2 separate regions of the Mus musculus genome follow, and region 1 is linked to region 2. Evidence: chromatin contacts called from public HiChIP or PLAC-seq data. All regions are on one chromosome and are shown on one strand. Each heading gives the region's core, a stretch centred on a gene start, on an enhancer-like site or on the middle of the called end of the contact. The rest is flanking DNA. Distances are from core to core; before and after follow the strand shown. Region 1 has its middle 30 kb from the start of Nfat5. Region 2 has its middle 11 kb from the start of Cyb5b.

Region 1 (4,821 bases), core at 103-2,602, 120 kb after region 2:
AAGGGGATAACATTTGAAATGTAAATAAAGAAAATATTCAATAAAATAATAATAATAATAATAATAATAGCTACAAAAATTTAAAAAAATAAGATTTGAGTATATATATATATATATATATATATGCATATATATATAAAGAACACATAGAAGTTCCTGATTGGGGTGAGAGTGGACTCAGGCAGCAAGAACCCTTTGTGTTGCTGGGGCAGTATCTAGTTTACAGCTCTGCTGGTGGGTGTGGACGTGAGGGTTTTTTGTTTTGGGGGTTTTTTGTTTTGTTTTTGGTAGAGGAGGGTGTTTGTTTGTTTGTCTGGAGGTGTGGTTCAGTTGAGGTCACAACAGGGCCCAACATCCTGAACTGCCAACCAGCTTGTGCGGAAACCTTGGCACTTTGTTCCTGTTTCCTCCCATTCAGAGGCCCTACCAGCAATGGCTGGCTTTATGATTCACCCAGAAGCCTCCCCCCCAAAACTCACTTCGACCATTTAAGGTGTGAAAATTCCATTCCTGGCAAGTGGTTCACATTGGCTTGGAGGAGAGGCCTGAGTGCTCTTCTGTGTTGTGAATTTTGTATTGGTTGAATTCTGAGGACTCCGTGTGCAGAACCCGTCACATGGGTTCACTATAATATTTTACAAAATACCAGGGACAGTAAGATGGCTCACTTGCCACCAAGCCTGGTTGACGGCCTGAACCCAATTCTTTGAACTTCAATTTAAGAAAGAAAGAAAGAAAGAAAGAAAGAAAGAAAGAAAGAAAGAGGAGGGGAGGGGAGGGGAGGGGAGAGGGGAGAGGGGACAGGGGAGAGGAAAGGAGAGGAGAGGAGAGGAGAGGAGAGGAGAGGAGAGGAGAGGAGAGGAGAGGAGAGGAGAGGAGAGGAAAGGAAAGGAAAAAGAAAAGGAAGAGAAAAGGAAGGATATGACTGTTCATAGTTTGGTGGAGGGAAAGGATTATTGTAGATAAAAGAAAGAACATAGTCACAGGCAGGGACATCTGAGAGAGTCCAGAGTGAATATGACAGGGTCATGAGAGGAGATGGGGGATCAGAGATGGGGGATCGGAGATGGTGAGAGCCAGACCGAAAAGCCAGAAGGTGAAGGGTAAAAAGGACCAGCAAGGACCAGCGTAGCCAAAATGGCTGGACTATATACAGAAGAGCAGCTGGGGGAAGGGCAGTCCAACCTCTGGGCTGGAGAATTTTAAGGTAGAGAATATGCCAGCCACACCCGTAACAGATAGGGACTGAAGCATGCTGGGAGAACCCGGTCGGCTTTGATATGTTAAATAAGCCATTTGTCCCGGGTTTGAGACCTAACAGAACCCACAAAATAAGAGGGAACTGCTTCCTGCACGTTGTCCTCTGACCTCTGCGTGTGCACTGGGGCACACCCTTGTGTTTCCTGATCTCTACATAGTATATCCCTCCCATCCGATGCCAATGGCAACCTAAAACACTTCTAGAATCACATTCATGATTTTCTAGGCAATCATGACTATTGCCTGCACAGCTTTCCTGTTGGCATAGACTAGAGGAAGAGAGGGATGCTGATCTTAGCTTGTGAGAGCCTTGTGCCAAGCTAAGGAGTCCCCTACCCCCACTCCCCATCCCAGACTGAGCCCTTCCCAGTATCTAATATGCAGAGCACATTCTGGCCTCTAACCTCCTGCCTCCTAAGCCTGGGGCATCCTGGGAACAGCATGGACTTGCTGTTTTCTTGCTGTGACTTTGGACTGGTTGCTGAATCTCTCTCTGAGTCTTAGTTACGGCATTTGCTTGGAATACCATTTTCAAACCATTGTTGGAAGGGTTTAATGAGGTACAATGTTCTTTAGATTCTTTTTTTTTTTTTCATAGGTATATAAACTATTTATTAACAGCAAAGGCCCAGAGACTCATTTCTTCTTGGATACACCCACAGTTCAGCCCCTGCGGCCAGTGGTCTTGGTGTGCTGACCGCGGACACGAAGGCCCCAAAAGTGGCGCAGCCCTCTATGGGCTCGAATTTTCTTCAGCCGCTCCAGGTCCTCACGCAGCTTGTTGTCTAGACCGTTGGCCAGAACCTGGCTGTACTTCCCATCCTTCACATCCTTCTGTCTGTTCAGGAACCAGTCTGGGATCTTGTACTGTCGTGGGTTCTGCATGATGGTGATCACTCGCTCCACCTCATCCTGCGTGAGTTCTCCAGCCCTCTTGGTGAGGTCGATGTCTGCTTTCCTCAACACCACATGAGCATATCTCCGCCCCACGCCCTTAATGGCAGTGATGGCGAAGGCTATTTTCCGCCGCCCATCGATGTTGGTGTTGAGTACTCGCAAAATGTGCTGGAACTTCTCAGGGATCACTAGAGACATGGCGGCGGCACAGACGGCGGCGTGTAGGCCTCCTGTGGAAGAGCTCTTTGGATTCTTATTACATTTATTTATGTACTTTTGTGTGTGTGTATGTATGTGGGCATGCCTGTGTCATGGTATGTAAGGATATGAAGGCCAGAGAACATCTTTCAGGAGTCGGTTCTCTGCTTCCATCCTTAGGTCCCTGGGATCAGACACAGGTCATAAGATGTGGCAGCAAGCACCTTTCTTTACCTTTACCCACTTTACTTGCTGGCCCAAGACATAATATTTTAAAACTTAGTATGTCTGAATAATACTCTAGAAAGAGACACACATGAGATAAATATGTATTTGAATAAATATACTCTAGAAAGAGACAAATGCAGTTTGAGTTTAGGGGCAGAATTGCAAAGCAGAAAAGAGAAGTTTTTTTTTATCTTGTTTTGGTAAGGTTTATTTATTTATGTTTCTTATGTATATGGGTGTTTTATCTGTATCCCTAAAGAGGGCATCCGAGCCTATGGGACTTCAGTTCTACATAGACAATTGTGAGCCTCTGTATGGGTGCTGGGAATTGAAGCCGCAGTCTCAGGAAGAGCAGCCAGTCTCTTCAGTCATCTCTGCAGCCACCAGAAAGGAGAGATTTTTAACTCTTTTAATTTTTTTTTATTAAACTTTAAGCCCAATGTGGTGGCCTGCTCTGTTAATAAGGTCTTTGTGATTTGGAGCCCAGCCTGGTCTACATAGACAGTTCCAGGCAGGCCAGTGCTACATAGAGAAGGCTGTCTCAATACATCCTCCCATTTAAAAAAATTTTTTTTTAAATTTGTGTTGGTGTGTATGTATGCATGTACACAGTTACCTTAGAGACCAGAAAAGGAAGTGAGATTTTTGTAGAGCTGCAGTCACAGGATGGCTGGAAGCTTCCTAACATGGGCACTGGGCGCCAGTTCTCATCCGCTAGAACAGCGAGCAGTAAATGGTCCTAACCACTGAGCCATCTCTTGAGCCCTTATAAGCACTTCTTAGTTGTTTGCATTTTTCTTTCAAAAGATTTATTATTTTTTTATTTTATGCACATGAACGTTTTGCTTCTGTATGAGAATGTGCACTGAATGCCCGGTACCCGAGGAGGCCAGAAGAGGGTGCCAGAACCCCCAGAACTGGAGTTAAGGATTGTTGTACGCTACCAGGTGGGTGATGAGAACTGAGCCTAGCTCTTTACAAGATCAACAAGTGCTCTTAACCACTGAGCCATCCATCTCTCCAGCCTTTTCAAATTATTTTAATGCGACCTTTTTAAAAAATCAAACAAACAAACAAAAAACCAATGACTTTAGAGTAATTTTGTATCTATAATAGCAATACAAAAATCACACACACACACACATCTCTTATCCAGATCCTCTATGTTAATATCCTACATAACATTTGTCAAAACAAAGAAGCCAGCTAAACAAAGCTCATCTATCCTCTCAGCACGTGGGAGGCTAAGGGAGAAGGATTTCAAGTTCAAGACCAGCTTGGGCTACACAGTGAGACCCAACCACCCACCCAACCAACTAAACAGCAACAGTAACAAAAACAACAAAAGTCAACAAAACTCTACTAAAAAAACACCCAACAGAGTGCGTTATTAACATAATTGAAAATGTCATTGGTTCTTTCCAGTAATACCACTTATCTATTCCTGTATACCATACTGCATTGGGATATACTTGTAATATGTGTGTGTGTGTGTGATATATTAAATAATATATCATATTGCTTTTTGCTCCCAAAAGGTAAAAAAAAGAAAAAAGAAACCAGGAAGTTTGAGGATGATTCTGATTTTTTTATAGCTATGCAATAGTTTCACCACGATACTCAGACCTCCATAATCCTGTTAGTAAAAGAAGTTGGGAAGTCGGGTGTGTGGGTCATGCCTGCAATCCCAACATTTGAGATTTGGAAACAGAAGAATTAAGGATTGAAAATTATAATCTGCTAAATGAGATCCCTGTCTCAAAAACAAAATAGTAACAAGAACTAGTGACCAGGGAAAGAGATCTCTCACAGCCCAGTTTCAGTGTTTTTCAGAGAGGAAAGAGTATGAAATGTATGCCAGTGTGCAAAAGTGATTTTTTTGGTTTTTTGAGACAGGTTTTCTCTATGTAGCCCTGGATGTCCTGGAACCCAATCCATAGACAAGGCTGGCACAGAGATCTGCCTGACTCTTTCTCCCGAGTGCTAGGATTAAAGGTATATGCCACCGCTGCCTGGCTCAGAGGTGATTTTCAAAGAGACTTCTCAAAATATTAAAATAGATACCACAGCACCAACAAGTCCCTGCTGGCCTCATTAAGCTAAAAATCTAAGCACGTCTTCCAACTGGGGACTCCTGACTACCATAGCCACTGGGGATGGAGGTATTTGGGGATCTGGAAGGTCTTTTCCATTTCTCTCCGCTAGCATTCATCCTTGTTAGATACCTAGAGGGAGACT
Region 2 (4,647 bases), core at 1,723-4,222:
ATAAATGTATGTGAGGTTGGGGTAAGGTAGGTAGCTATCCTCTAAAATTGGCTCATGAGCCAGGCCTAATGGTATAGATGATGGTATAGATCCAGGCCCTTGGGTAACTAAGGCTTATCACTGCCTGGAATATACAGCAAGATCTTATTGCAAAAACAAACAGACAGACAAACACACAAACTCTACATGAAAATCCTGTATCATGGAGCTATGTCCTCAGCTCTATCGAAACATTTCTAAGCTAAGTCATTAAGTAAAACAAAACAAAACAAAACAAACAAACAAACAAAAAACCATGGCATAGATTGTATGTTTCTCATTATGCTTTTCTAACAAAAAGTCATAAAATGAGTGTATTTGTGTTTTCTAGCATTTGCATTAAGCTTAGAAAAGAAACACACAAAACTAATATGCCGGGCTGGTGAGATGGCTCAGTGGGTAAGAGCACCCGACTGCTCTTCTGAAGGTCCAGAGTTCAAATCCCAGCAACCACATGGTGGCTCACAACCATCCGTAACAAGATCTGACTCCCTCTTCTGGTGTGTCTGAAGACAGCTACAGTGTACTTACATATATTAATAAATAAATCTTTAAAAAAAAAAAAAAAAAACTAATATGCCTTAATATTCACTTACAAATTTTTAAAATGTAAGATTAGGGTAACTCAAAAACATTAGTATTCTGCGTGTCAGGCTGTGCGAACTTGCTTAAACGCACTGTCACTGAGGCTTCATCTTGGTGATTGCTAACACAGCGAATGCTTATGCCTTTGACCCAGAGGTTTTCTTTTTGTGCATTGCATAATGATGTAAGATCAAGGTCACTAACTTCAGTCTCATTCGTGCTTGCAAAAGACTGGAAGCAACCCAAATGACAATCAGTAGGATATAAGTTAGGGTAGATTTACAAGGACTACGAGCACTAGAATCATGCAAAGCTGTGCTTCTGGGTCATTGAACCAGGCATTGTCTCTGCATCAGCAGGGAAGCACTTGGGTGTGCATGTTGGGCCAGGAATTCATACCTCATGTGTGCTAGACATATATGCTCTATGATGGAGATATACGCCCCCCCCCCCCAGCTCTATCGAAACATTTCTAAGGTAAGGAAAAAAAAAAAACAAACAAAACCAAAAACACCATCCAGACTGTGCAATGTTCACTGTCTTTCCTAACTAAAGGTCCTAAAGTAAGCATTCTTGTATTTACTTTCATTGCATTAAGAAGCTTAGGAAAGAAACACAGAGCCCATGTATGACAGTCTGGACCGGGTGAGTGGAAAGGGAAACTGGGTAAAAGGTGACAAAGAGACTTCACTGTATGGCTTTCAATTTTTCTTTCCTTTTTCTTTTCTTCTTCTTTTTTCTGGCTTTGGAATTAACTTAATTACAATTCCTAAGATCAACATTCTGCTATAAACAGAAAAAAATGATGCCTGGTTCTCTATGTACAATAATAAAGCTCTCTTATGATTTATTTATTTTTTTATGCACTGGTGTTTTTCCTCCGTGTGTCTGTGTGAGGGTATCAGGTCCCCTGGAATGGGAGTTACAGACGGTTGTAAACTGCCATGTGGGTGCTGGGAATTGAACCTGGGGCCTCTGGAAGAACAGTCAGTGTTCTTAACCACTGAGCCATCTCTCCTGCCCTCCAAATAAGGTTTCCTCAAGTATTGATTCGCACTTCGTGTTTATAAAGACAAAGCTCTTGATTTTTCTCCTTCTACTAAATAAGACATTTCAAGCCTGTGATTACATTTCCCCGAATGCTCTCCGCTGTGCTTCCCTGTTGGATAATACCTTCGCTTGCTAGCAACTGTCTGAATAGTCAAAATAAGATACAAATGTTTAAAAATCTTGTTACAAATATTTATTCATACTTGGGACATTCCTGTAAAACTACACAGTCATCATGGACCGTATTTTAGTGGACAAAAAAGTTAGAGCTACTTAAAATTTGTCCATTCTAAAACATTTTATCATGTCTGTGATCCCTAGTACTTTAGACCAATAATTAAATTAATATCTATCACTAACACATTTCATGTAAGCTTCTAAAAAGTAAAGACAATCAGGTGATTTCATTAATGAAAAACTAAAACCAAAAACCCTTCAGCCTCAAAAGAAAAATTGTACTTTTATATTTCTTTTCTTTGATATTTTTTTGTAGTGAGACAGGGTCTCACTATGTTACCCTAACTTCAATGGAACTCACTGTATAGACCAGGCTGGCCTTGAATTCTCAGAGTTGTGCAGTGCCACTGGAGGCCCACTTTTATATTTCTTTTTTCTGCTCTCCCCTCCCCTCCCCCCTCCCCTCCCCCTCCCCTCCTCCTTCTTCTCTCTCTCTCTCTCTCTCTCTCTCTCTCTCTCTCTCTCTCTCTCTCTCCCTCTTCTCCCCATCCCTCTCTCCCCAGGGTTTCTCTGTGCATCCCCGGTTGTCCTGGAATTCACTCTGTAGACCATGCTGGACTTGAACTCAAAGATCGGCCTGCCTCTCTCTGCCTCCTGAGAGCTAGGGCACCGTGTGTGCCACCATGGCCTTGCTCTTTGCTCCTAAAAACATCCAATGTCTTTGATAATTTTGATATCAATGTAATGCTTCTATGCTATGACTGTGTTAGAACTTCAATAGCGACTGTGTTGTGGGAACTTCAGCAGTGAGCATAGAGAGCTAAAATGTTGCAGGTCCAAACCCAGAGTTATCTTGGACTAGCTTAGTCTTTTAAATAGCCAACCAATCGCCTTCCTGTTTATGAGATTTAATACTCTTATGATCAAAACTCAGAAACAACTTAGAAGGATCGTCCGTAAGGAAATCTGTGGCACCCGGTGAGGGCTTGCCTGTCTTTGCTTTCAGACACCACCTTCTCTATCATAAAATCCTCAGACTTTGTAGGTCCCTGCTCCTCTTTGGCTTGCCCCAGCGTTGACTCTTCTATTTATACTCGAGAGGCTTAGAACTGCTGAGTCATAGCCCTTACAGCCTTTGCCCGCCCTCAAGGACTCTATTGCAGCCTTCTGCCAACAGCCTTGGGCTTTGTTCTACAGATGGGGCTCTCTCTCCTTTCTCTCTGTTCTCTCTCTCTCTTCCCCCTCCCTCTTCCTTCATTAAGTTACTCCCTCTCACCCCCCCTCCCCTCCCCCTCCCCCCTCCTGCCCTCCTCCTTTCTCCTCACAAAAGGGGAGGCATATCAAGTTGAAGGAAGACTAGGCACATCTTTTTCTATTGAGGCTAGACAAAGCCGCCCAGTTGGAGGGAAAGGGATCCAAAGGTAGACGAAGTAGTCAGAGACAGCTGCTCCTCACACTTTAGGAGTCCCACACGAAGAACCAGCGTCACAACCGTTACATACAGGTAGAAGGTCTGGGTCCATTCCACGCATGCTCCCTGGTTGGCAGTTCAGTCTCTATGGGCTCAGGTTAGTTGATTCTGTAGGTTTTCTCCTAGAGCCCTGGACCCCTCTGGCTCCTTCAATCCCCACCACCCCTTCCATAGGATTCCCCAAGCCCCGCTCAATGTTTGGCTGTGCATCTCTGCATCAGTTTCTATCCATTGCTGGGCGAAGTCTCTCTGATGACGGTTATGCTAGGCGCCTGTCTACAAGTGTAGTAGAATATCATTAATAGTGTGTCGGGGATGGGGGTGGGGGTTGGGGGCCCCTCCCTCTCCTGGCACAGGTCTCAAACTGGACCAGATGTTGGTTAGCCTACCCTCCACCCAGGGTTCTGTCCCCTCTTTTGTGGCTTCTAGTTTGGAACTCTGTTCCTCCTCCCTTCCCCCTGATAAAGCCCTTCGTTTTCGGAGAACCCTGTTCCCTGTGCTGTGATTTCAGAACTGGGTTGGGTGTTCCTCCGGGCTTGGAACTTACTCTCTTGTCTCGATCCACTGATTTCCTAAGATGCTAGGATCTCAGCTGTGAGTTTGGGCACAAAGACATGTCTACATTCTCTCTCTTTTTCCAGACCCATTTGCTTTACTAAACATTTCCTCCCCAGTGGTTGGTGTTCCTGCTGCTTACACAGTTCTTCTTCCTCTTCCCTGTGACCTGCCTTTCTCTGGCTGAGATAGAACGTTCTTCTCCCCACCTTGACGCTCCCTTCTGGCTACGTGGGCTTTGTTTGTTTGTTTGTTTGTTTGTTTGTTTGTTTTGTCTGCCTTTGCTGAGTGTTCTGAGCCCAGTCTGATGTCATTAGGCTCAACAGTAAGTTCCCAAGGAGGTTGGTAAATGTAACTGTTGGTAAATGTAAATGCTACTATGTCTCATAATATTAAAAATAAAATAAAGGACAAGGAAAAGCAAGGAAGAAAAGAGACAGTTAGAAGGCTATAGGAATGAAAGCATCTTTAGTGGGAGATAGAGAGATGGCTCAGTGGCTGAATGAGCTTACTCAGGACCTGAGGTTGGGTCCCAGCACCTATGCTGGGTGGCTCACAACCGCTTGTGACTCTGGTTTGAGGGGCTCTGACACCTTCATCTGGTCTCCAGTGACACCCACACACATGTTCACATCCTCACACATCCATGTTAATAAAAAAATCCTTAAAAGAGATGTTTTTAATAAAGGAGGAGTTCTGTATGAGACTTTGTCCAAAGCTAAGGTGGCTGGGTGTTTCCAGAATAGAAAAAAAAAGTTAAGGAAGCTTGA

What was found. HiChIP or PLAC-seq counts read pairs in DNA pulled down with a chosen protein or histone mark.
Region 1: an H3K27ac HiChIP or PLAC-seq map of embryonic stem cells shows a contact between it and region 2, with 11 read pairs. The contact joins two enhancer-like sites. A contact is called at or near these places in 1 of 39 promoter capture datasets (neural stem cells), 1 of 15 datasets of contacts at CTCF or cohesin (large pre-B cells) and 8 of 115 datasets of contacts at active chromatin or transcription factors (CD8 T cells, bone marrow-derived macrophages, embryonic stem cells and 2 more).

The regions. Positions count from the first base shown.
Region 1 is chr8:107,260,894-107,265,714 of GRCm38.p6, forward strand. It overlaps the pseudogene Rps18-ps3. Among named protein-coding and RNA genes, the nearest start is that of Nfat5, 30 kb to the right of the region's middle. Within about 2 kb of position 1,353, at least 4 of the 459 cell types and tissues checked have an H3K27ac peak or open chromatin away from gene starts, as enhancers often do. A contact at or near this core is called in embryonic stem cells, where this site is marked.
Region 2 is chr8:107,136,974-107,141,620 of GRCm38.p6, forward strand. No RefSeq gene overlaps it. Among named protein-coding and RNA genes, the nearest start is that of Cyb5b, 11 kb to the right of the region's middle. Within about 2 kb of position 2,973, at least 158 of the 459 cell types and tissues checked have an H3K27ac peak or open chromatin away from gene starts, as enhancers often do. A contact at or near this core is called in embryonic stem cells, where this site is marked.